Linked DNA regions of Sus scrofa: regions 1, 2, 3, 5 and 6 are each linked to region 4. A link is a contact called in public Hi-C and HiChIP or PLAC-seq data. All regions are on one chromosome and are shown on one strand. Each heading gives the region's core, a stretch centred on a gene start, on an enhancer-like site or on the middle of the called end of the contact. The rest is flanking DNA. Distances are from core to core; before and after follow the strand shown.

Region 1 (4,435 bases), core at 423-2,922, 470 kb after region 4:
CGTGGGTACACAGGAGGTGGACGCTGCCACCGGGAAGCTCTCCGAGCCTTCCTTTGTGTTTTTCCATGAGCACGTCTGCCGTCAGGCACATGCGATGGGAATGGGACGTTACAGAGCCTCCCAAGGTCCTGCCAATGGCCGTTTCTACAGGTATTTCCATGGGAGGGGAGAGGGGGGGTGAGTTCTTATCGCCCCGGGCCTGGAAGGGGAGAGAATAAGCAACCATTTTCATGTGCCTTTTCAGAGCTGGAGGCTCAGCAACGTCACTCAGCTGGTCCCGGGGAAGAAACCGTGGAGCATGGTCCCTGGGGCCCGAGGCACTGCTCTCAATGGCCCACACGGTGAACCCCCAAAGCTGTGGGTGCAAGACAACTAGATGCAGGTGGAGGGTGGCTGGCTCCCTGCGGCAGGGCCCAGGATCCAGGGCGGACGTGCGCTTTGCGGGCACTTGGAGACGTGGCAGCCACTCAGGCTTTTCCTTACCCACCCCCGTGGTGGACTTGCTCTGATGAGAAGAAACTCAGGAAGACAGCACCGCGTGGGAAGCACGGAGACGGTGACACTCGTGAGCTGTGACCGTGCCCAGGGCCTTTCTCCCGGTGTCATTCCCCCGGCACAGGAAGCTCATTATCAAAACGTGTCCATTTTCTTTCAAGAAGAGTGTTCCAGGAGTTCCCGTCGTGGCGCAGTGGTTAACGAATCCGACTAGGAACCATGAGGTTGCGGGTTCGGTCCCTGCCCTTGCTCAGTGGGTTAACGATCCGGCGTTGCCGTGAGCTGTGGTGTAGGTTGCAGACGCAGCTCGGATCCCGCGTTGCTGTGGCTCTGGCGTAGGCCGGTGGCTACAGCTCCGATTCAACCCCTAGCCTGGGAACCTCCATATGCCGCGGGAGCGGCCCAGGAAATAGCAACAACAACAACAACAAAAAGACAAAAAAAAAAAAAAAAAAGAGTGTTCCAGAAGAGAAAACGGGCCAATGGGCTTATTCAAAAACACCACACTCTTCAAGGCTGGCTTTGAGCACCTGAGGGTTTCCAGCCTGGCCTGGAAATCGGGCCGACAGCCAGCACCTGCTCGTGAGGTCCCAGAGGCCAAGGCTGTGCTGAGCACTGCGCCCAGGATGTGAACAGGGGGCCCGTGATAACATTTTAAGTTTCCCCCACCTGCAGCTCAATCACTGGTATGTTCTTTTATCACATCGCCTGCCCACTGATTTCTTCTTCAGAGAGCCTTTAAATGCTAATTAATTAGACAGTGTGTTCCTGCTGTACTTTTAAGTTCAATGCACAATTGCCTCCGGCATATGGTGCCAACGGCATCTGTCCCAAGATGCCCTGGAAGCGCACGAGCGGAGAGAGGAGCCCTTCCCACGTGGCCGGTCCCCGCAGCGACGTGGCAGAAGTGCACAGAGGGAGCCTCGTCTAGAAAGGAAAAGAGCCAAATGTGGCTTCGAAGCTCAGGAGAGACCTTACAGAAGGAGAAAACATGTGTTCCATCGTTCGTAATTCACCTCTGTAAACATGTAAGGAGTTGTTTTATTTTGCTTGGAAAAAAAAACAGCAGAAAAGCCGATGCCGTTCATTGGTCCAGCCACAAACCGGAATGGGTTTGGCCAAGGCCTGGGGATCCTGCTGGCGGCTGAGGACACGGCCCTGCTGGCCGCAGTTGGAGGCGGTGAGGACGAAGGCCGGAGGGAGGGTCAGGAGAGAGGTGTGTCTTCACTGGTGGCACCGGTGCAGGTAGAGCTGCAGGGATGACGCCACAGGACTGGGAGCTTTGTCCTTGGTCCTGGGAGCTGCTCTGGGCGGGGGGGGGGGGGGGGGGGGGAGTCCTTCCAGGAGCCGCCTTGGCTGGATTTGAGCCCCTCCCTGAAGCAGCTCCTGTCTCAGTCCACTTTGGCGGCTCTCACGCAATGCCCAGATTCGGAGTGTGAACAACAAAGGTTTAATTCTCACATTTCTGGAGGCTGGACGTCTGAGGTCAGGAGGACAGCATGACAGGGCCTGAGGTCTGAGGTCAAGGTGAGCGCCCGGTGGGTTTCTGCTGAGAGCCCTCTGCCAGGCCCACTGCCAACTTCCCGTTGTGCCCTCACATGGCATAAAGACTTTGAGGGACCCCCTGGGGCCCTTTTATCAGGGCACTCGTTCTATTCATGGGGGGCCCCACCTTCATGACTTAATCATCCCCCAAGGACTCACTTTCTAATTGGACCCTATTGGGGGTCAGGATTTCAACAGATGAACTTGGGAGGGGACATCTGTCCGTTGCACTTCCGTCCAGTGACTGGTCAAGGCAGTCCTATGACACTCAGCCCTGTCACCTTCATTCCAGCCACCAAGCACCATCCTGGCTCCGAGCCCCCTCCTGAGATCAGGCACCTCAGCTGCAGCTGCCGCCCAGTTCAAAGCCGCCTGCACACAGGCTCCTTCCTGGCTCCCCAGTGGCTGCCGTTCCCAGCCCATCTCCCCCGGGAGCCTTCTGTATGCAAAAGTGTATCTTCGAGTCTGCTTCCTGGGGACCTTGAGCTGTCAGAGCTGCGGCCAAGGCAGCCTGAGTAGGAGGGTCTGCCAGCTGCGAGAGCCCCCACTCAGGGCGCCTGGGCACAGACCACCCCCGGCTGCAGGCTGCGGCTCAGGCTTCCTCTGCAGGTCCTCTGGGCTGGGGTGGTGGTGGGATGGAGTTCCCAGGGAGATGCATCACCTGAGGTGTTTTAGAGGTTCCAGGGAGCCCTAATAGTTATAAGGACCGTGGAATTGCTAGTTGATGCATTAGAGGGAAAGTTCTCAGCAAAGGGTGCATTTTGCTCCCGGGGGAAGTCTGACAAATATAAGACTTTTGATTGTCACAATAAACAGGGGAGATTTGCTACTGATGGGCACTGATAGGTATAGGCCAGGGATGCTGCTAAAAGCCCATGGTGCACAGGACAGTCCCCGGAACAAAGAGCCAAATGCCCTCAAAGGCCCAGAGGGCCCCAGCTGAGAAACCCTGCTTTGAGGACAGTGAAAGGCTAAGAATGACTGAACAAAGACACGTGTGAAAGTCGGGCCCGTGTGACAACCTGAACTGTGTGTCGTGTCCTGAGGTTGGTATGCTGAAGCTGTGACCCCCCAGGACAAGCTATTAGGAGGTGAGGCCTTTGAGGGGTGACTAGGTCTCCGTGAGGCCCTGAGGGTGGGGCCCCTGCCGTGGGATTAGTGCTCTTATCAGACGAGGAAGGGGAACCGGAGTGCCCCTTCTGCCACGTGGGGACACAGAGAGAAGAACGGCAGCTCTAATCCAGGCGGTGGGCCCTGACCGGGACCTGGACCTGCCAGCAGCTTGGTCCTGGACTTCCAGCCTCCAGAACGATGAGAAAGAAGCGTCTGCTGTGTGAGCTGTCTGGCCTACGGCATTCAGTACAGCGGCCCATGCTGACCATGAGGGCCTCCTTGGCAACATATTCAGAGAGCATCCTCTTCTGGGAGTTCCCGTTATGGCTCATCGCAAATGAGCCCGACTAGTATCCATGAGGCTGCGCGTTCGATCCCTGGCCTCGCTCAGTGGGTTAAGCATCTGGTGTTGCTGTGAGCTGTGGTGTAGGTCACAGATGCAGCTTGGATCCTGCATTGCTGTGGCCATGGTGTCGGCCGGCGGCTACAGCTCTGATTGGACCCCTAGCCTGGGAACCTCCATATGCCGAGGGTGCGCCCCTAAAAAGGAGATTATCCTTTTGTTTAGCTGGAGGGTGGAATAGGGATATAGCACTTTGCTGTTGAGGTAGCAGAGCCCAGAGAACAGGAAATTCCCACCTCCATCAATTTACCTCCATAAACCTGCCCTGCCGGCCTCAGGACTCTGGGTCCAAAAGAGCAAGGCCCTGAATTACCTTCCTTCCTTCCTTCCTTCCTTCCCTTTATTCTTTCTTTTCTTTCCCTTTCTTTCTTTCTTTCTTTCTTTCTTTCTTTCTTTCCTTCCTTCCTTCCTTCCTTCCTTCCTTCCTTCCTTCCCTCCTTCCTCAGGGCTGCACATGCTGCATATGGAGGTTCCCAGGCTAGGGGTCGAATCGGAGCTGCAGCTGCCAGCCTACACCACAGCCACAGCAACGTGGGATCCCAACTGCCTCTGTGACCCACACCGTACCCTGTGGCAATGACAGACCCTTAACCCACTGAGTGAGGCCAGGGATTGAACCCACATCGTCATGGATACTAGTCGGGTTTGTTACCACTGCGCCACTATTGGAACACTCCTGAAATCGATTTCTGGATGGAGAAATCTATTTCATGGAATTTGTTTTTTGGTTTTGTTTTGTTTTGTTGTCTTTTTGCCTTTTCTAGGGCCGTCCTGTGTCATATGGCGGTTCCCAGGCTAGGGGTCGAATCAGAGCTGTAGGCACCAGCCTACGCCAGAGCCACAGCAATGCCAGAACCGAGCTGCGTCTGCAACTCACAC
Region 2 (4,259 bases), core at 1,339-3,838, 450 kb after region 4:
GCCCGGTAAACTGCATTGGGAACCTGTTCGGTCTGTCCTGCATGAAGCATTGCCTTCGGCCATTACAAGACGACAGTGAACAGGTTTTGGAAACATTAAGGGGCCAAATGTGACTCCTCATTGTAAATTTCTGGATATGCCACGTCTTTCCTAAGGTTTTGTTTTCTAAGCAGTTGTCCCATATTTAGAGCATCTCAGGCCTAAGGGAACCAAGGTGATATGGCCATGCAATAGAACTTTAAATTGTTAGGCAGGAAGCTAAAGTTGAATTTTAGATAGAATTGTTGGACAGGAAGGCCTCCCACTGAAGTAAAAAGCATGGGTCTTAAGAGAAGGTAGTATGCGGGCGGTTCCCAGGGCAGCTGCGCCTGTCCAGGTGACTCCGATCAGATCATTCAAAGTCTTCATCCGTAAAACATGTCTGTAAAGCTTGTATATAAAATACCTACATGGCCATCTCTTTGGGTGGGATGTGGGGTGTCTTAAAGACATCAGCATCCATTAACATTATAAGTAACTATACTTCAATAAAATAATTTTAAAAAATAATAAGTCTAGGAGTTCCCGTCGTGGCACAGTGGTTAACGAATCCGACTAGGAACCATGAGGTTGCAGGTTCGACCCCTGGCCTCGCTCAGTGGGTTAACGATCCGGCGTTGCCGTGAGCTGTGGTGTAGGTTGCAGAGGCAGCTTGGGTCCCGAGTTGCTGTGGCTGTGGTGTAGGCCAGTGGCTCCAGCTCTGATTAGACCCCTAGCTTGGAAACCTCCATATGCCACGGGTACAGTCCTAGAAAAGGCAAAATAATAATAATAATAATACAAATAAGTCTACAAAAATGAAGAAAAAAAAAAGAAAGAAAGAAATCAAGAAATCAACACCCACTTGTGGCCACTCTCAGCTTAAGAATTTCTTATTCCTGACAAACAGTGCATCTGATCTCAACTTTTTTCAGCAGATTCTCAGTTTTGTTGGGTGTTATTCTTCAAATAGCTAAACCTCTTTGTGTCTCTTTTACTTTGTGTCTAAATCTGGCAGCTGTAGGTTGTTATAATAAGTATTTTTTAACTTAATATTAGTGGTCTGTGATGCCTAGTTGCATGTTTTGGAATTAAATCAATGTTTAGAAACAGTAACCAATAATATTGAACCAGTGTGTGTCTCTTAAAATCTTAAGATTCAGTGAAACAGTCAGTAATGCATACAGAATGTCTTAATCTGACAATTCAACATTTCTTTTCCTTTGAGGCTGATCTATTCTACACTTAATTACCAATAATTTCCCACCAGGTATGATATGATAAGAAGTAAATGTCAATAATTTGTAATCGTGTAAGACAGTTTAATTTTTCCTTTAGAGAGATTTATTTCTAACTGTTTCTCTGGTGTGTAGCAGTTGAAATATTAGATAATGGATTTTTATTGATTTTAAGCTGAACAGGGACGAGGTACGAAATACATTTCCATAACTCTGACGGTCATGAGACTCAGAGTGTATTGATTGCATTGATGTAACACATTTGTTCGTTTAGAACATTAACCTCATGAGAAGAGAAAATGCACTCCAGCAGGTAGATGTGGCCTGTTGCACTGGAAGGGGTGGGGGGAGGGAGGGGGGGAAGGGGGGAGGGAAGGAGGGAGGGGGACGGGAGAGGAAGAGGGGGAGGGGGCGGGGAGAGAGGAAGAGGGATCTTTTAACCCACTACAGCAGGTGGTCCGGGAACAAACCTGCGTCTCTGCAGAGCCCTGATCTGCAGCCGTCAGATTCTGAACTTCTGAACCCACTGCACCACAGCAGGAACGCCCACGGTTTGTGTTCTGACCCAGCCTTCACTCTTCCAGTGTTTTTCCTTCCATTCATACATTACCGTCTGTGTTTGTGTATAAAATATAACACCCGATATGCAGCTTAGCCATTTGTCGGGCTGCCGTTTTCATTTAACGAGTGTCCAGATCACTCTCTGCTGCCACGAAATGCTCTTCAGGACATTTCTGCCGAAGCCTCTCTTCGCCAGACGTGGCCGACTGCTGCTTTTAGCCATGGCTTTGACCTAAGCACTTTCATCTGAGGCTTGCTTAAACTACACATCTGCTGGAGCCTGGAGCTAAAACTGGGTCATTAAAAACAGAGCGCTTTAGACCTAGCAGAATCTTCCCAACTGTCTCTAGCAGAGGGTGGCCCTGAAGCCAGTGTCACCTTTGTTGATTTGCCTGAGGTCATCCCCAGCCAGAAGCAGCACTGGTCACACGCAGGGCCCCCCCCACGCCCACGTCCGGTCCCTTGCGGGACAAGACTGTGCAACAGGAGGACCCCAGGGTCAGGGACACTGGGGCTGGGCGCCCGCTCTGAAGCTCCTGCCGCTGTGACTCTAGCCAAGGGACCTGGCAGCCAGGGCCCCGTTTCCTAATTTCCGCTTGTAGCACAGCGTGTGTATTTACACGGAGTAGTGCAGGCACGTAATAAATTACAGAGACATTTAAGGAAGAGATGGTCAAGTCTTATTTTATTTTATTTTATAAGCCCTGCAGTCCGCTCCTCGGCCTGGCAGTGAGGGCTCCTGGCCCTGTGCTCAGCCTCCTCTCCCCATGGACTGTAACGTCACGGTCTGTGTGCCAGCCCCTCGGGGTGATTTGCAGCTTCCTGAGCATGAAGTGACTTGTACATGTTTCCTTAAGCAGAAGCCACTTGTGCCTCATTTCCATCCCTGCCACCAACGTCACTGCTTACCTTCTCGGTTACACTCACCGCGTTTTCATCCAGATTTGTTCTCACGATGGGAACTCTGATGACCCCGCCTCTGCTCTCCAGGGGCCTCCCATGGCTTCCCACCGCCCCTGGACTGGCTTAACCTGGTAACCTGGTCAGAGGAAACCTCACACTGTGCTCAAGTGGACTGTGCCCCCCGCTGCTTCCCCTAAGACAGTCAACTCCCCAAGGGGAAGGTCTATTTGTCTCCTCCTTATACCCCCAAGGTGTGACCCAGAGTCTGGCAAATCGGTACTGCCCACAAAATCATTACTCATGGAGTGACTCTGTGTTGTCGCCTAATCTCTGTGAGAAATAACTTCATAAGGTCCAGGAGCCTGAGCGTCAGAACTGCCAAATTTCTTCTCCCCTGGGGACCAAATCACATCAGGAATAGGCTGGAAGATCCAGAAGGAGAAAAGAATCTAGTAGTTACTGCCTGAGGCTCCTTATGCATCCATCCAACTACGGAGAGAAAGTAATTTTATTTCTTTTTCTGATATTTCCTTGTTAAAGTGTAGAAATGCACCTGATTTCCGCATGTTCACTATATCCTGCACCTTCACTGAATTCATTGAGTAGTTTCAACAGTTTTTTGGTTGGGTCTTTAGGATTTTCTATATAGAAAATCCTATCATCTGCTGATAACAATTTTATCTCATTTTCCCCCACTTTGTATGCCTTTTATTTCTTAAAAAAAAAAAAAAAAATTTTTTGTCTTTTTACGGCTGCACGCATGGCATATGGAGGTTCCCAGGCTAGGGGTTGAATTGGAGTTGCAGCTGTCGGCCTACACCAGAGCCATAGCAATGTGGGATCCCAGGTTTATCTGTGACGTACACCACACCTCACAGCAACGCCAGATCCTTAACCCACTGAGTGAGGCCGGGGATTGAACCTGTGTCCTCATGGATGACAGTCAGATTTGTTTCTGCCAAGCCATGATGGGAACTCGGCCTTTCATTTCTTTGTCTTGCCTAATTTCTCTGGCCAGGCCTTCTGTTACTATGTTGGATACAAGCAGTGAGAGTGGGCGAGGTCTTATCACTAATCTTTGAGGGGAAGATTTCAATCTCATATTTCATGATACTAGCTGTGGGCTTGCCACATACAGCCTTTACTATGTGAGGTACGTTTCTTCTACAGCCAATTTGATGGGGGTTTTTATTATGAAAGGATGTTACTGTTTTGTCCAATGCTTTTTCTGCATCCATTTATGTGATCTTATGATTTTTACCTTTTATTCTGTTAATGAGGTCTATCACACTTATTGATTTTCATAGGTCGAGCCATCCTTGCATGACAGGGATAAAACCCATGTGGTCATGGTGTATATATCCCTTTGAATGTGCTGTTGGATTTGCTTAGCTAATATTTTGCTGAGAATTTTTGCATCTATGTTCATCAGCGATAGCAGTCGATAGTTTTCTTGTGGTGTTCTTATCCATCTTTGGTATTGGGGTCATGCTGGCCTTGTGAAATGAGTTTAAAAGAGTTCCTATCTCATCAGTTTTT
Region 3 (4,171 bases), core at 1,048-3,547, 330 kb after region 4:
CATTTTGGTTGCTTCCATATCCTAGGCTGTTGTTCCTTCTTTGCAAGGTCTCAGGAGCCTTGAAGTTTCTCCCACCAGGGCTGTGGAAGCAATTGCTCCACCTGGATATGAATTTGTTTCCCTCTCTCTTCTGGCATCTCCTCCAGATTCTATGAATATTGTGAACGTGGTTAGGGCAGGGAGGGGGCAGATGGAGGTGCTATGTCATAGATAACTACCATAAAAAGGATCACCGCTGCTGCCAAATGAACCATGTGACCACGACAGAGTGAGGGAACTCAATGGCTGGCCCATCAGGAGAGTCACTTTGAGATGCTACCAATTTCTCTGAGATGCTGCCCTCACAGAAACACACCTCTCTTTGGAGACATGTTCTGATTATTCCCAAGACAAAGCCCTTTTCCTTCTAACAATCCTTCCTTTTGTGCCATAAGCGATATTATTTGGTTTCAGAACTGGTCACATGGAATAAGTGGGCATCAACATTTTTATCGTTTCCAAAATTAAACGCTCCCTTAAAATCTGATGATTTCATCCACCCAGGATAGTCAAGGGGCTGCACCCTCTGATGAGAATTCTCAAAAGGTGAGCGCCAAGAATGTTTGGAAGGAGAGAAGGATGATGGACCTGAATCTCGGCCTATCAGGGATCACAGGGCCATTGACAGCCCAGGTCGAAAGCTGGTATTCAAAGGACCTCCCTCTCTGCACCAGGCGTGCCCAGGTGTGTGAGGAGACGTGTGTTGGGGTCTCTGCCTACAGGCAGGAAAAGAATTTCGCAGGTCCTAAGCAAGGTGAAGAAAAGACAAGTTTATTGAGGCGAGAGACGCTGTTAACACAGCGGGCCGACTTCCTGCTCATCAGGAAGCAGTGACCCCGGGCACATGGTCGTGTCTGCTTGTACCGCCCAGAGACAAAGGCGTGTGCGGAGAGGTCTAGGCACCCACCTGCTGACCTGTTGGTTGGCTGGGAGAGAACGGGGTCTTCGGGTACACTTGCTGGCTGGTTGGGAGTGTATGCTGCCCCATAGGGGCCGGATGAGGAGTGGGCCACACACCTTTCCTGGTGGGGGCGGGAAGGACTAGGCCAAGCTGCTGGGGCGGGGAGGTCCTAGGAACATTCTAACAATTACAGCGAGACAGGTCGTGTGACCAGGGTCTGGCAACTCTTAAATCAGCCGAGGCTTTGGAGTTTTATCTCCTTGGAGAGGTCTTCACATCCCAGAAAATGGACCGGAACCAGCCCTGGCGAAGACCCATGAATGCGGCCTGGACTCTTTGGATCTTGAAAAGCACATTGCTGCCTGATATATGACTTTCTTCAACCTGCCTGGCCCATGGGCCATTATGAAAAGATTCCGGATCTGAATCGTGGATGTTCCCCACTGTCTGTAAGTAAACAGTAGCTTCCCTCCCCAGCCCTGGGTGGCCCGGGGGGAACGCCCCGTCCCCTTCTCGGGTTGCCTGCCTCCGGCTGTTCTCATAAAACGCAGCGATGCTTTCTTAGGGTGTATGAATGAAGTCGGCTCGGCTTCAGTTGGAACAAACGCAGTGAACCTTGCGAAATCGCCCATCTTCTTCCTGTTGGCAGGTCTTCACTGGAACCTGTGCTTATTTGTGCAGGAGAGATCTGTGTTCGCAGCTAATGGAAAAGGGAAAGTGGGAGGAAGAGCCAGGTGAAGCGGGCAGGAAAGGTCTCGCTGACAAACGCGGGTGCGTCTGAAACAGATTTCTGGCTGTGCGGGCGTGCGCACGTCCTGACCTTTCTAAAGAAATCGAATCTCATAAGGTGTAAAAAATCGACTAATAACAGTGAAGCATGGAGGGTGCTGCTGGAGCTCGTGCTCGTGATGTGGGGGTGATCTTGCTACAAGCAGGCCGCGCCTGCGTGTCTCTGCGTTTCTACTCTCGGATTTTCAGACTTTGGCTCATTTTAAAGACCAAACAATTCTGAGAAGCAGGTGGGGGATCTTTCAGGATCCCTGGACAGCGGGAGGCCCCTGAGACTCACAGAATCCCAACACCTGGCCTGGGTCTGAGGCTGCGAGGGTCGGACTGCAGGGCGGAACCAGGTCCCCTCGCTCCCGAGCCACTTGGTCTCTGTCCTCTCCAAACAGAGGTGAGCTGGCAGGCTTTGGCAAGTGGAATTTTCAAGGCGATTCTGGTCGGCACACAGATGTACTGCGTCAAGTCAATGACGTGTCTCCCTGTTAAAACAAAGCACCAGGCTCACGGTTGTCCCCTTGTGCGTAGATGGTGGCAAATTACTGTTTGCCAAGCCTCTGTCGCCTCCCTTTCCGTGCTCCACTGAGATCATGGAAATGCCAAGCAAACAGCCAGGGAGTAAAATGCCTCGCAGAGTATTTATTTAAGAGTATTGTTGCCGGATATGCACGCAGATAAACTCTGTGTAATGAATGAGTGACTTTGGAGGCCAAATACCAAGAAGGCATATGCTGTACCCAGGGCGCCCTGGCCAGGGCGAGGTCACTGCGGGCCCCCTCAGGACATGCTCTTAAAAAAGGCCAAGCTCTGAATCCACAGAGGCTGTGGAACCTCGAGAAAGAGCGTGGGACACATCCTGGGCCCTTGTCAGCTGTCAAGGTTGGGAGGAGGCAAACTGAAGTCTGTGGACGTGGAAGGCGCAGGAGAGACCCCGCAGGGCCGGCCCCTGCCAGTGTGTGCTGGCAGATGTCCAGAAACTTGCATCCTGGGAAGGCCGGCCTGGGCAGCCTGAAGGCTCTGGAATCGGCCAAGACTGGCGTCTGGGTGAGTTTGCCAGAGAAGCAAGAGCAGGTTCGCTTTTGGTGTCCTGGAGCCCCGATGGGAGAGACAGGAAACCCATCTGGGCTTGGGAATTCAGTGTGAGGGCTCCCAGCATTCCCCCTTTCCCTGTACATGCAGCAGACAGACAGACAGACAGACAAAACGCAGACCGCCTGATCTGGAATAAAACACAAAGCAGGAAGCCCATGAAGGCCTCTGCATGTTTAATGAGTATTGACTTTTTAAATTGGTTTTACAAGGAAAGCTTTCTGACTGAAATACAGGGTTGAAAGGATGGCCAGGAAGCTGGGCCTGAGCACCCAGCTCTTTCATTTATTCTCCACGTTAGGACGCCTTCTTCTACCGCCCCCCAGTCTCCCCTAAGCGTGTTTCTGCGCCGCAAATTGTCTTACATCAGAAAACACCGCGATGCCATCTCATGGTGTAGGGAACAGGTTTTTCACACGTAGACCTGTTTGTTCGGCAGCTGCACAGGATGCAGGCTGCGGGGTGCTGGCGAAAGGAGCACAGGCCTCCCTTCCTCCCGGGGTCTTCTTCAGGGAGCCGAGCTTACTGTTTTACAGAATAAGGACACAAAGAAGCATATTTGATTGATAGGGGAACACATTTTATTGCCTTTTTTGATTTAGCATCTCTACCAAATGCAGCGGATTATACTCTCCATGCCATTAAAGCAAGATTACTGGTCCTGTTTCGTGATCAGTATTCTGATTGGGCGGGGGGGGGGGCGGGAATCTTCTGCAAAGCTCTTCGTTATTTAAGGCCTCCAGTGGGTGGCGGTCGTGAAATTTCCATGGAACTCTGGTAGAAACACACGTGGTCTTTATGCATGAGGCCTGGAGGAAGCAAAAGACCGTTTTTCCTTTCCTTTATTAGACGGCCTTAGCGGGAGACACCCGCCAGCTCCCAGGGGAGGCTGGGGGGTTTCCATTGCCCATGTGCAGGAACGGCTCACAGCAGGTGCACACCACGCTAGGTCGAGGGGGGTACCAAATGAATGCCCATTTCATAGATGGAAAGACCGAGCAGTAACTCTCCCAAGAAGAGAAAATGTGCCAGTTGAAAAGCAGACGGGAGAATTTGAGAGGCTCCAAACTTCTCATTGACTCCTCAACTCAGGACTTTTAAAAAGTGGCCATGGGATGCAACCAAAGTTGTTACTCACTGACGTCAAATGCCGTCTTTCCAGTCTCTTCTCTCTTGTCACAGACCCAGGAAAACCCTCCCTCTTTCTCTCATGAATGTTCCCTTCCACTTGGATGCTTGCCTGCTTCCAATAGATGATCTTGCACCTGCAGCCACCAAACAAAGCTGGCCAGTCCAGGTAGCCAGCATCCATGGGCGCTGGTGCCAGGGGACCACGCACACACCTGCCATCACACATCT
Region 4 (4,122 bases), core at 691-3,190:
CCATCCTGACGTGAGAACAGAACCTACTTTCTGCAACAGGTCTGGCTAAAGTCTTCCTCAGTTTCCCCCCACAGAAACTGTGAGAAAGTAAAGGTTTGGAGTTTGCAGCAGTAAGTTTGGTGACCTGCTACACAGCCGTGGGTAGCTAACACCGCCTGCGAAGGACTAGAGATTCGGAAACTAGGGAGATGCCAGAGGTTTTAAGAAAGGAATCCACAGGCTCCGTTTTTTTTGTTGTTGTTGTTTTTTGTTTTTTGTCTTTTTAGGGCTGCACCTGCGGCACATGGAAGTTCCCAGGCTAGGGGTCAAATAGGAGCTGCAGCTGCTGGCCTACGCCACAACCACAACAATGCTGGATCCCAGGCAGATCTGTGACCTACATCACAGCTTGTGGCAATGCTGGATCTTTAACTCACCCAACGAGGCCAGGGATCCAACCCACATCTGAATGGATACTAGTTAGGTTCTTAACCCACCAAGCTGCAATGGGAACTCCCACAAGCTCCACTTTCATTGAAGAGGGCAGAGAGGAGTGGTGGGGACAGCAGGAGAGGGAGGGGCCGTAGACAGAGACACACTGGCCCCCACTTCTGGCCCTTGTGGCAGGTCCTACCCTCTCATCTGTTCACGTGACAGCCCAGACCCCACAGCTTTAGATGGTAACTTTGAAAAGGATGCAAAGAGGGTCTGGCTGTTTTATTTGCTCTCCTCCCAAGCCCCCGCTTCCTCCTTGCCTTTTTGGGGTGTGTCGATTCTCTCTTTGAGGCTGTCCTGAGAAGGCCTTGGGTGGACCAGGGCCCCTTTCTCGCCGCATTTCCCATCTGTCTGAAGGGTCCCAGTGCCTCGTGACTCTTCCCTTCCCTGGGTCTGTTACCTCGTGAGCTGAATGACATCGGAAGACATGCCCCCAGGGTCAGTGCTAAGGGCTGGGGACACTCGTTGGCTGAAAGGGCAGCAGTTAGGGAGAGGGGCTGGCAGGAGCCGTGGCATCGGAGCTGGCTCTGCTTGGAAAGAGAAGGTGGGGGCGGGCCTGGCAGCCTTCCTCGGGTGGCCCATGGCCTCGTCCGTCTGTGGACAGGGCTGGGGTCCACTGTCACTTCCAGGCAAGAAGGAAGGGTGGGGGCTGGCCTGTGAGCAGGACGGAGCTGAGCAGCCGGGAGGTGCTCCAGGAGGCCACGAGCCCCCGCTGGGAGTCAGACTCCCTCAGCAATGGGCTTGTTTCAGGTTGGGACCCGCCCCCCATTTGTAGGCACGTGATTTCCTAGACCCCGTCCTGCAGCGCACAAGGAAAAACACAGCCTGAAAAGACTGTTCTGAAACGAAGGATGATAATAACAAGCCATCCGCTGATGCTGGAAGCGCTCTCCGAGGAGGCAGGGAGGAGCCTGCTTTCAGAATTCATTCTATTTTAAAAAAGGATGCAATGCAGTTTTCCGGGAATGGGAGCAAAACAGAAAGTGGATGAGTGACGCCGGAGGTCGGTGAGCTTGTCTCTCAGGCCGAGCCCTGACCCCGCGGGGACCCAGCGGGTGGGGAAGCTGCTCAGTGTGCCTCCTCAGCCCATAAAGGCTCCAGCAGTTTCCAAGGCGAGTCTGTGGGGCGTGAGGAGGCCACACGGCAGCGTCAGACAAAACAACGCCAGGAAGTTTCACTGACAGAACGTGCTCGGTTCTGAGCACCCGCAAGCTTTCTGGAGGAGGCCTGGTCTCCAGGAAGCCTCATGGGGGCACCTGGGGAGATGCCCCTCGGTCCTCGCCCTGTGACGCCCTGACCTGGCAAGGCCTCAGTCGCGGCGGTGGGCTGAGGACCGCTGGTTTGCGGAGAAACGGCACAGACGGGGCTTCCAGGGCTGGGCCCTGCGTCCTTCCTTGTCTGAGCCCAGAGTCACCTGACCCTGGGGCATCTGCGGCCGAGTCCCCAGGAGGCCGTCCTTCCCCAGGACGGCCACCAGGTGGCAGCACACTCCGCCCAGCAGGACACGGTCCCCGCCAAACCTGGGCCCTTTCCCAGGACAGCGGTGGCTCTGCGGAGGCGAGGCCAGGTCACCCACTGCCGCCTGGCTGCCCAGGCCTCTGCCCGCGTCCTTCCACCCACTGCCGGCCGGGCCACGCGCTCACACACACACGTACACATGCACAGCCACACAAGGCATACACACCCACACCTGCACACAAACACAAATGCACGTACACACATATATGCACGCACAGTCACACACATGCACACAAGGACACACACGTGTACACACACACACACACACACTGTGAGAACCTGAAGGCTTCTGGCAATTCCCGAGTTGAAATCCTTACCCTGGGTGACCGGGTTTGGAGGCGGGGCCTCTGGGAGGAGGTTAGGACTGGGTGGGTGAGGGTCGCGGCCCCTCCCCCTCCTCCCTGGTCGGATTCCGACTCTTGTGGCTCTTGCAGCCCTCCCCGCCCCTTCCCCACGTGAGGACACAGCGAGGGGCCGGCGGAGGAGCCCCGGCTGCGCAGACCCCGCCCCGACCCCCAGCCTCCGAGCCTACGGTCCGGGTTCAGCGTCACAAACTCACAGGTCCCACATATTCTGCGGCCGCCCATCCCCCCTGCGGCTGCCCACCCCCCTTAGTGGCTTGCACTCCTGCTCTGAAGGTCAGTGGGGTGGTGACTCTGGGCTGCCCTTGGCCTTGGGTCAGTGCTAAGGGTTGGCGCAGTCTCGTGAATGACTGCGGGCAGATTAAGTGACAGGGCAGTGTCCTGCTTCCTGGGCGATCCCCGGGCCAAGGGCTCCAGCCTGTCAAAGCCACGCAGGGCGCTGACAGGTGCTGCCTGTCCTGGGCCACCCGCCAGCTGGGGATTAGAGGCGGCTGCCCCACCCCCAGCCTTGTCCCTGTGTTCGCGGGGGTTGGGGTGCCCTCTTCGGTGACCCTCCGGCATCCACAGAGTCACAGGTGCCAGAGATGCCAACAACTCAATCAGAGCACCTGGCACCAGCCTTGAACCTGCACATGCTGGCAACATGCGCAGAAGGCATGGTGACGCAGGAGCCTATCGGAGGGCTGCCCGTCCTGTGATCCAGTGACCCTGGCTGCAGGCCGGGCGCCAGCCTGGAGGTGGAGAGGCGAGTGAAGCCCTGGTGGATCTGGGCTGTCTTACGGCAGTTGGAAGGGTCCCGGCCCAGCGCTGGGAGAGAGGCCTGGGGTCCGGCTGGCGGGGCCGCCCTGTGCAGAGCGACGGCTCCTCTAGGCCTCTCTCTGTCTTCGTTAGGAAGGTGCAGTTTCTACCCCTGTCTCCGTTTCCTGTGGCCGCCGAAACCCACGGCTCCCAACCGGGCCTTGAAGCGAGTTCTGGAGGGAGGAGCCTGAGATCAGGGGTGCACAGGGCAGGGGGCCCCGGGAAGGAGCTATGGGCGGATGTCCAGACCCTTCCAGCCGCTGGGGGCGGGGGCGACCTTGGCTCTCCTCCGCCGGCAGTGGCATCGCTCCAGCCGCTGTCCCTCACGAGGTCCTCTCCCCATGTCTGTGTCCACGTGACTCTCCTTATAAGGCTTCCAGTCACTGGCTCAGAGTCCTCTCAAATCCAGGGTGACCTCAGCTGAACCTGGTGACATCTGCAAAGACCCTATTTCCACAGAAGGTCACGCCCACCGGAAGCAGGTTTGGACTCTGGGCACCCCTTTCTGGGGGACAGGCCGCCAGGTCCAGAGATCGTGTGTCACTGTGGATTGTGGTTGAGACTTTCCTGAACAAGGCTTTTGTTCAATAACACTGCCCAGCGCCCTGGGGTCCCGAGGACACTGCTGAGCCCCTGGCAGCCCCCGCTGGCGCAGCTGCAACTCCCCAGCTGCCCTCCACTGCCCAGGCCTGGCATCTGATTAGGGTCCAGCTCAGCCCCAGACTCTCAGAGACACTTGGGGGGCTGGCGGCCCTGCAGGAGGAGAAGGACCCCGAAGGCATGTGGGCGGGGCGACTCTGCCTCCTCCCTCGGGGCGCTGCCCGCCTCTGGAAGCCCAGATCCCAGCGCAGCCCTGGCCTTTAGGTTCTGAGCGTGTGGCCAGCCATCCAGCCCAGCCCTTTTGCGCCCGTAACGTTCCTCTGAGTCAGCGTGGCCTCGCGGAGGCACGTGTGGTCCTCAGGATGGAGCC
Region 5 (3,943 bases), core at 1,108-3,607, 270 kb after region 4:
TTGTCTGTCCAGGGCAGAGTCCAGAGAATTGGGTCCCTGGTTTTACAAGGTCTACACAGTTGTTGGATTGAGGCTAGAAGACTGGCCAAGACATGCGTCAGAACAGCCACCATCTCGGGTTGGGGACCGCGGACCCCCGGCTGGGTGGAGACGCGCCCTGCTGCTGGGTTAGTGGAGAAGCCGCCCAGCGGCGCTTGGCCCCAAGGGGCCTTTCGAGGGCCCTGGCTGGCACGGTTCAGGATTTGAACTCTACCCTCAACATGCGGGTTTGTTTTGTGATAACTGGCTGGAGGAAGGTCACAGGAGGTCTGGTCTGGCTCGACCCCGAGACTGCAGCTGATGTCAGACAGCTACGGCTGGGGGCTGGGGCTTGAACTCGCCGCCCCAGACCCTGGTCTCCTGGGGAAGGGGGCGGACAGAAAGCCCAGCCAAGTTGCTGCTGTCCAAACCTTCCGCACATCCTCGGCGGTAGGGACAGTGCAGGCCCCGCCCCTAGGGGGAGGAGCAGGTGGCCTCGGAGGAGCCCGGTTTGGCGCCTGCGCTGTGACCCTTCCCGGCTCCGGGCTGCGTGTCACCGAGCAGATCTCGAATGTCTGCTGAAGACCTACCGGGTGAGACGCGTGGTCGGACGTGGGCATGGAGGCGGCCCGGCTGGGACACGCGGATGCACGAAAGCACCGACACGCCCGGGACCGGCAGGAACCAGGAGCCCATCTGAACCTCAGAACCGGACCTGGCTCTGGACCCTGCTCTCTACTTCAGGCAGGCGGCCCAGGGGCTTGTGACAGCCGACCCCAAGGCTGCGGCCACCAGCAGGGGACAGCGGGCAGCAAAGCCCAGGAACCTGCACACACACACACACACCCCCCCTTGGTGAATGTGGCCTGGGCCCTCGCTATGCAGTGATGGGTTCATCATCCCGCCTTTTTGCTACAGAGCAGAAGAATCGACAGGGCTGTGATCTGCCAGCTAAGGCGGAGGAGGGCGATCCAGCCTGCCTGCCCCCCCTTCCCCCGCCGCCCCCCCTTGGAGTCAGGCAGAGGCTCCCCTGGGGACAGGCAGGGGTGGGGAGTGGGGGCAGGGCCTCGAAGAGGAGGAGAAATGGTCTCCCATAACCCACCGCAGGTCTCGGGGCTCATTCAAATTTGAATTACAACCTTTCCTGCCAACGCGCTAGCAAACGCGGCTCCAAACACTTCATCTCATACCAGTGGGGCTAATTTTGCCTGACAGCTTTAAGCCCTTTGGAAAAATATCAAAAGGAAAAGGGAGGATTGTGTTTCTAACACGGGGACGCCTCAGGTGGCCGGGAGCACTCTCGAAGGTACCTACGTCTTTATCAGGAGCACCGCCCACCTTGCCGCCGCGGCATCTGAGCTCCAGGCAGTGTCCACGCGAAACGGTTTCTCCCGAGGTTCCTTTATAGCCCTTATCTGCAGGGCATGTATCACACTGTTGAATCTCTGCTTGGAAACAATTGTATTTTCAACTTGATTGTTTTGTTTGTTTTTTGCTGTTAGAAGCTGCTTTTTGTTCCCAAATATAGAATTCTGGGGTCAAAGTAAATACCTAGTCAACAAGGCAAAAAAACAAAAGAAAAGAAAAAAAAAGAAAAAAACCCACGAAAAACAAAAGCCCCCCAAAACAAAAATAACCCCCCCGAAACAACCCAGAAAAAACCCAACAAAAGAAAACCCCCCAAAAGCCGTCTCACAAGGCCGTGGCTTGCTGTGGGCTCTCAGCAGGGGGAGAGCCCTAGGCAGGTTTCCTGGGGGCTTCTAAGCAGGTTTCAGAAACTCCAGTCCAAACAGGAATTCCTGACAAATTCCTGCCAGCTCGGACCTCCAGGCCCTTAGCAACAGGCACAGTCTTTTGAATTTGCTTAAAACTATTAAGAAGTAATTAAGTAGTTAAAGGGTCTTTTTCAGCCTGGCTGAGTTTGGGAGGTGGGTTAAAAGCAAGCCCACAGCACGCTCCCTCGGCAGCCTGGCCTTCCTTTGAGCTGACCTTGCACGCTAATAAATTCATCCTGTATTTTTCTGCTACTGCCAATTTATGGCCTACAGGAAACTAATCTTGTACAATAACTACCTTCCTGTACTTAGTCCCTAAATGGGGCCAAATGGATTCGACGGCGGCCGCGCTGCCCGTGAAACAAAGCTGAGCCCGCAGGAGCCCGGAGGCTGGGCGCTCCGCCCCCGCCCTCGACCCCACCGCCGCCGTCAGGAGGTTCTTGTTGTGGCTGCGGCGCCCTGAAGAACGGAGAATGAAAAGCAGTCCTCGGTGCGAGGCTTCCCACACAGATCTCAGCTTCCACGGGAGGGAGGGGGAGAGGTGCCCTTTGAAACAGGGCCAGATGCACGGCCAGGAAGGTTAGGGAGCGAGCCGCACGTGGGCCAGCGACCTGGGGCAGGAGCCCTTGGATGCTCTGGGTGTGAAATCCACTCCAGTCACGCTGGAGTGGATTTGGTACTGAGCCCAGAAAAGAACCGTGTTCTCCTTTTAAGTCCGTTGCATTATTCGGAGCAGGGGGGCGGGGCTGAATTTGAACTTGGAGACTTTAATCAGTAGGCTTTACAGCCAGGTCGAGATGGGCAGGGACTCTCACCCAGGACGTGGCCAAAAGGCAGGAGAGCCTCTGGGATGCTGATGGGAAAACCCGAGCTTGTCCTTTGAAGAAACCCAAAGGGGGGCTCCTGGGAGCCCTGGGTGGGCCCCCTGCCCTTTGCAGCATCATGGGTGCCTGTGGAGGGGCAGCTCAGCCACCCTGGGGTCTGTGCCCAGACCCTCCCTTCCTCAGACCCCAGCTGCCGGCTCAGGTTCCTGGAGGGGATTTCTCACTCCTGGGGAGGGAGGGGGCACAGCAGCAACACCCCATTCAGACCCCACCGGCCCAGCTGGTTACAGCAACAGGTCAGCCCTGGGGCTCCGGGTGCCGCGCCCGCCTCCACACCCCTGGGAGTGCCCCCTCATGCCCCTTTGGGGCAGCCACTGAGATGGTCCTGCCGGATGCCGGGGATCTGTGTCCAGCTGGATGCCGTCTCTATGTGACCAGAGCAAGGATGTCCAGCGCGGGACCCTGGCCCCTTGTGCTGAGCGTAGTGGGTGCCAGGTCCCAGCTGCAAGACAAGACTTGACCTGCTCTCGAATACGAAGATTCCAGGGAGTCACTCAAAGCACAGCGGGGCCGTGGGGGTGGGGAAAGGGGGAGGGGTCTTCTTCCAGGAGGAGCGGAGAGGATTGACTAGAAGGCCAGGCAATGAAGGAGGGACCCCGGAATGCTGCTCCCAAACTCAGGCTGGCTGCTTGAAAAGGGGCCTTTTTCTAGTGAGTTCTGCCCCGACAAAGTGGACGCCCCCCTTCACAGGGGCCTGCGACTCCACGGAGGGCGGGCTGAGAGAGCAGCTCTGGAACGAGACAGTGGGGTGTCCAGCCCTCTGATCACAGGCCGTGACCCCGGGCCAGCCCCCCGCGTGGTTGCCCTGGGGGCCCAGCTGTGGGAGCCAGCACGCACTAGTCCCTTTCCCAGGTTGACTGTGATGATGACAGAGCAGAGCGACCGTAGCCACGCTGGTTCTGTTTTAATTTTCCATGGAGATGTAAAGGATATATGATGTTCTATTAGCTTCGGCTGTAAAACGTATGGATTCCATACTCTCCCGTGTGTGAAACGACAGCCACAGGGAGCCTAGCTGATGGGTCACAGGCACTGCCTCGGTTAACCCCCGGTCCTCGGGTGTCCCCTCCCGCGGGGGCACTGATTATACTCTCTTGGCAGGAGGGTGTGGTGGTCACATGAGATGGTGGCACAGAGGATTTAGCACATGGCGTAAATGGCAGCTCGGGTTATTTTTAGCCTTGCCATTATCCCCGTCCTGAGATTCCCCGGTCGTCTCTCAGTGGATGTGCACTTGACTGGACTCCAAAAGCAGACCTTTCTTGA
Region 6 (4,004 bases), core at 1,319-3,818, 410 kb after region 4:
TCCTCAGGTGTAGAAACATCCATTCCCAGTGGTGGCTGACCCAATTGCATTTGGAGGCAGGTCTGAATGGTGTAGCAAATGCTTCATCATGGTTTTAATTTTCGTCTGGACTGCAAGCTGATTTATCTCCAAAGCACTGAAACACTGGGCGTGGCAACCCTGGATTCACTGTAGACACTAGATTATCAAAGATGACATCAAAAACATCATAAATCCGTCAGTGTGACCCCAATGTGATTGGAGCACCCCACGTCTTCTCCCTTTTATAGACATTCGACTGATGCCTTGGTGCCCTCAACACAGGTCCAGTGACACCAGCTTTAAACACTGCGACATCTTCTGGGATGGCCTGGGTCTCAAAGATACCTTTTCACCTGTTTCAACCGTATGCATATGAAAGCTCTCCTCAAAAAGGGCTGGGAGAAAAGAAACACAGAGATACCAGGACACCCTGAGCTATAGAAGTAGGACACTGGATGGGTGTACGCAGCAGATCTCAGCTGCTGAGTATCCAAAACTTAGACAAAGGGTCAGGGGTTTCTGTCTTTTTTGTTCAACGCTGTAATGCCCAGTCCTATTATGGTGGCCAAGAAGATCAATAAAGGTGTGCAGAACGAATGATACACATTTTATAGGGGGCGTTTCTAAAAGCACGATTTGATATTGCCTGAGTCTGCCCTTCAGGCTACAATGCATTGATGACTCAAAAAGAGTCTCAAAAAAAAAAAAAAAAAAAAAAAGCCGACAAAACAGATATTTTTTTCTTTCTACAATTTCTATTTTCATGTGCAAGTTTGGCATTTTGTAACGCAGTCTGAATGAAGTCGCCATCACATTCAAAAGACAAGGTCAGCTGAACAGAGACAACAGTACAACCGTCCTCAAAAACAAAAATAGTATTCATATCCACAGGAGCACATTTTATTCCAGCCATGAACAAGGGAGCTAGAAGTGCAATGGCTCTATGGTAGCTGATGCAGTATTCTAGCTCTTTTTTTTTTTTTTTTTCTGAAAACATGTACAAGTGCATGTATCGCTTTTTTCCTCTCAAAAAAGAAAGCAGTAAAACAAATGAGAGACTGAATCTTAATTTCAAATAAATGCAAAGAAATGCAGGAGTTCCCACTGTGGCTCAGGGGTTAAGAACCTGACTAGTATCCATGAGCATGCAGGTTCCATCCCCAGCCTTGCTCAGTGGGTTAAGGATCTGGTGTTGCTGTGGCAGTGGGGTAGGCCAGCGGTTACAGCTCTGATTCCACCCCTAGCCTGGAAACTTCCCTATGCCACAGGTGTGGCCCTAAAAAGGAGAAAGGGGGGGTGCGCTGCAGTCTACTTAGTTTTCTGAGGGGGAAAAGCAAATACAATGAAGTTGATTCTGAGGCTTTTGGAAAGGGATGCTGGAAAGTCAGCTGGAGGCATGTGGCTTTTGTCAGCACGTGGCTTAGGGATGCTGTGAGCAGGAAGGGCGACCCTGCGGTGAAAGTCTGCAAAGGCAGAGAGCCTGACAGTGGCCCCAAACGCCTGCAGGGCGGCCACGAGCCCTCGGATGCCATCCGTGGAGTCAATGCCGTCTCCACCTGAATCATCAGGTTAGGGCACGCCGTCGCGGTGACCCTGACTTCTGCCTACATCGCGAGAGGATGCGCAGGATCTTCGAGGGCCGGGCTGACGTCAGCTTGTTCCGTCACACGCTCTACCCCTGAGCTGTACCCCCAGGGGGCGCCCTCTGCAGCCGCATCTTCATCCTCAACCCCCTCTGCCTGGAAGAACTGGAAAGTGTCCACCACAGACCCTCGCCAGCCACGGCGGACTGTCCTCGAGCTGGAGAAGATCGGCTTCATGGAAGAAAAACAAGGGTCCACAATGAGCCTCCTTCTGCGGGAAACTTCAAGGAAGAGCCGGGGCCTCAGGGGCCGTGACCAGAGGAGACTCCTTTGCAGGCTCACGTGCTGGCTGTCCAGGCCCCCACCGCCGTCTCTGGCAGTGGACAAGCAGTGTGAGCAGAGACAGACACTCCCTCCACTTGTGTGCGGGCTGCTTCCCGCCTGTGCCCTCTGCGAGCCCACGGCTCAGGCCTCCCGGCCAGAAACCCACAGGCCGGGGGTGCAGAAGCGTGTTGCATTTATCCACGTTTAGATGCATGGGCGCTCCACACCCCTGCGTCTTCATGGGTGCTAGTCAGCTTCGATAACCGCGGAGCCACATCGGAAACATGTAAAAAATATTGTATGTCAAGTATATTTCAAAAAAAAAAAAAAAAAAACCAGACCCACCAAAACGTCCCAGATTATGGTAATTACTTCTTATCAAAAAATTAAACCAGGACCATAAAGTTTCATTTTCAACTACTGGAAGATTTCATGGGAGATTTTTTCCCAGGATGGTGTGATGCAGCACCTAACACTGTATTTTCCTGGTGATTGTTGGCACCATCAGCACAAACATTGTTTAATTTCTGGCCGCTTCCTAGCGCTCCTTGAATTGTTTGCGTAAACCCCCATCTGCTCTGCGTGACTTAAGAACCTTTGCTCTGCCCCAGCCCAGATTCTCTGCCTGGAGGCTGATGGAAGCATCCAGTGATTGGAGGACGTGGATGGCCTGGGTTTTGTTGACTTCAGGAAGGTGAGGCGGGGCTCTGACCACTGCGGTGTCTGTTAAAGATTCGTTGTAAGTAAACAGTCATGCATGTACTTTGGCATGTAAGTTGCTATTTTTAGCCTAAACTGAGTTTCTTGCCCTATTTTTTTTTTTTTCAGTAAAGAAATGTTCGCTGTGTTATACACATTTTGAGCACTGGAAAATCATTTTTTGTGATCGATGACTCAGAAAAGAAGTAGGATTTTCTCATGGAATTATTGGTGGGGGGCCCGGAGGGGTGTTTTTCAGCTTCCTACGTCTTACTTTGGGGCATTCGCGTTGATCGGATAAAGGCTCCTCCGCGACCATCCCGTGACAATCCTGGGATGTCTTCCTGTGTTTTAAGTGGAGACCGTGCACCTGCTCTGAATGGGTCAGAAAGAAGAACTACGTCTGCAGTAAAATGCTAACAAGCCTCCAGAAGTGCACATCTTCCTCGGCTTACAGCGGGCTTGTGTCCTGTTCAAAGCATCATGCACTGAAAAGACTGTAAATTGAAAAACCTTTTAATGTACCCAACTCACTGAACCTGCAGAAGCTTAGCCTAGCCTGCCTTACGCATGCTCACCACACTTACCTTAGCCTCAAGTGGGGCAAAATCATCTTTTTAGGGCCGCACCTCTGGCATGTGGAGATTCCCAGGCTAGGGGTCCTACACCACAGCCACAGCAACACCAGAACCTTAACCCACTGCATCGAACCTGTGTCCTCATGAATACTAGTCAGACTCGTTTCTGCCAAGACACGACAGGAACTCCCAGAAAGGTATTTTAAAGTGTTGAATACATTATGCAATTTATTGTATAATGTACCGAAGGAGAAAAACAGAATGGTTGTAAATCTTGGGCTGTTTGCCCTCCTGATGGTTGGCAGACTGGCAGCTGCTCCTTCTGCCCCCGCCCAGCTTCGCAAGATGGGATTGTCACTGCACATCTCTAACCCCGGAAAAATCAAAATTCAAAATTCAAAGTATGGTTTCTACTGACTGTATGTTGTTTTAGCACCATGGTAAAGTCAAAAACCCATAAGCTGAACCATCCCAAGTCAGGGGTCTCCTGTATTTACCGCTGCTTTCTGAGGTTGAAATTGCATTTTCCCATAGAATGCCTAGCAGGAGGGGAATACCTTTTGGCTTAAATTAAACATAATAAAAAACTACAGAATTTTAGAAACATATTTTAAAACGCCAACATAAACTCAAGCATAAATTAAAAAATAAGCAGAATAGAAAAATAAATAAGCCAGCCCAAACTGAGCTTTCTTTATCTGCAGCTCTGCCTTCTAGCTGAAAGAGTGCCTTTGGTGGATGCTGAAAAAATTAGATGTGGGAAGAAGGACCTGGCACTTTCCTAACTCCTCTTATGAAT

What was found. Hi-C and Micro-C count contacts between places; a contact is called where the count stands out from the background. HiChIP or PLAC-seq counts read pairs in DNA pulled down with a chosen protein or histone mark.
Region 1: a Hi-C map of liver shows a contact between it and region 4, with 3 times the contacts expected there. The contact joins two enhancer-like sites. A contact is called at or near these places in 4 of 47 Hi-C or Micro-C datasets (embryonic fibroblasts, liver and skeletal muscle) and 1 of 2 datasets of contacts at active chromatin or transcription factors (skeletal muscle).
Region 2: a contact with region 4 is called in a Hi-C map of liver, with 4 times the contacts expected there. The contact joins two enhancer-like sites. A contact is called at or near these places in 3 of 47 Hi-C or Micro-C datasets (liver and skeletal muscle).
Region 3: a contact with region 4 is called in a Hi-C map of liver, with 6 times the contacts expected there. The contact joins two enhancer-like sites. A contact is called at or near these places in 3 of 47 Hi-C or Micro-C datasets (epiblast stem cells and liver).
Region 5: an H3K27ac HiChIP or PLAC-seq map of skeletal muscle shows a contact between it and region 4, with 6 times the contacts expected there. The contact joins two enhancer-like sites. A contact is called at or near these places in 3 of 47 Hi-C or Micro-C datasets (fetal heart ventricle, liver and skeletal muscle) and 2 of 2 datasets of contacts at active chromatin or transcription factors (alveolar macrophages and skeletal muscle).
Region 6: a Hi-C map of liver shows a contact between it and region 4, with 2.7 times the contacts expected there. The contact joins two enhancer-like sites. A contact is called at or near these places in 1 of 5 promoter capture datasets (liver) and 3 of 47 Hi-C or Micro-C datasets (liver and skeletal muscle).

What each region holds. Positions count from the first base shown.
Region 1 is chr11:76,361,143-76,365,577 of Sscrofa11.1, reverse strand. No RefSeq gene overlaps it. Among named protein-coding and RNA genes, the nearest start is that of IRS2, 290 kb to the left of the region's middle. Within about 2 kb of position 1,672, at least 1 of the 83 cell types and tissues checked has an H3K27ac peak or open chromatin away from gene starts, as enhancers often do. A contact at or near this core is called in liver, where this site is marked.
Region 2 is chr11:76,381,705-76,385,963 of Sscrofa11.1, reverse strand. LOC106507944 (a long non-coding RNA gene) reads left to right here. Exons shown (of 4, transcript XR_002336767.1): 4 at 1-580. Among named protein-coding and RNA genes, the nearest start is that of IRS2, 270 kb to the left of the region's middle. Within about 2 kb of position 2,588, at least 9 of the 83 cell types and tissues checked have an H3K27ac peak or open chromatin away from gene starts, as enhancers often do. A contact at or near this core is called in liver, where this site is marked.
Region 3 is chr11:76,497,372-76,501,542 of Sscrofa11.1, reverse strand. No RefSeq gene overlaps it. Among named protein-coding and RNA genes, the nearest start is that of IRS2, 160 kb to the left of the region's middle. Within about 2 kb of position 2,297, at least 5 of the 83 cell types and tissues checked have an H3K27ac peak or open chromatin away from gene starts, as enhancers often do. A contact at or near this core is called in liver, where this site is marked.
Region 4 is chr11:76,830,754-76,834,875 of Sscrofa11.1, reverse strand. No RefSeq gene overlaps it. Among named protein-coding and RNA genes, the nearest start is that of COL4A2, 160 kb to the left of the region's middle. Within about 2 kb of position 1,940, at least 24 of the 83 cell types and tissues checked have an H3K27ac peak or open chromatin away from gene starts, as enhancers often do. A contact at or near this core is called in liver and skeletal muscle, where this site is marked.
Region 5 is chr11:76,562,630-76,566,572 of Sscrofa11.1, reverse strand. No RefSeq gene overlaps it. Among named protein-coding and RNA genes, the nearest start is that of IRS2, 90 kb to the left of the region's middle. Within about 2 kb of position 2,357, at least 20 of the 83 cell types and tissues checked have an H3K27ac peak or open chromatin away from gene starts, as enhancers often do. A contact at or near this core is called in skeletal muscle, where this site is marked.
Region 6 is chr11:76,424,660-76,428,663 of Sscrofa11.1, reverse strand. No RefSeq gene overlaps it. Among named protein-coding and RNA genes, the nearest start is that of IRS2, 230 kb to the left of the region's middle. Within about 2 kb of position 2,568, at least 7 of the 83 cell types and tissues checked have an H3K27ac peak or open chromatin away from gene starts, as enhancers often do. A contact at or near this core is called in liver, where this site is marked.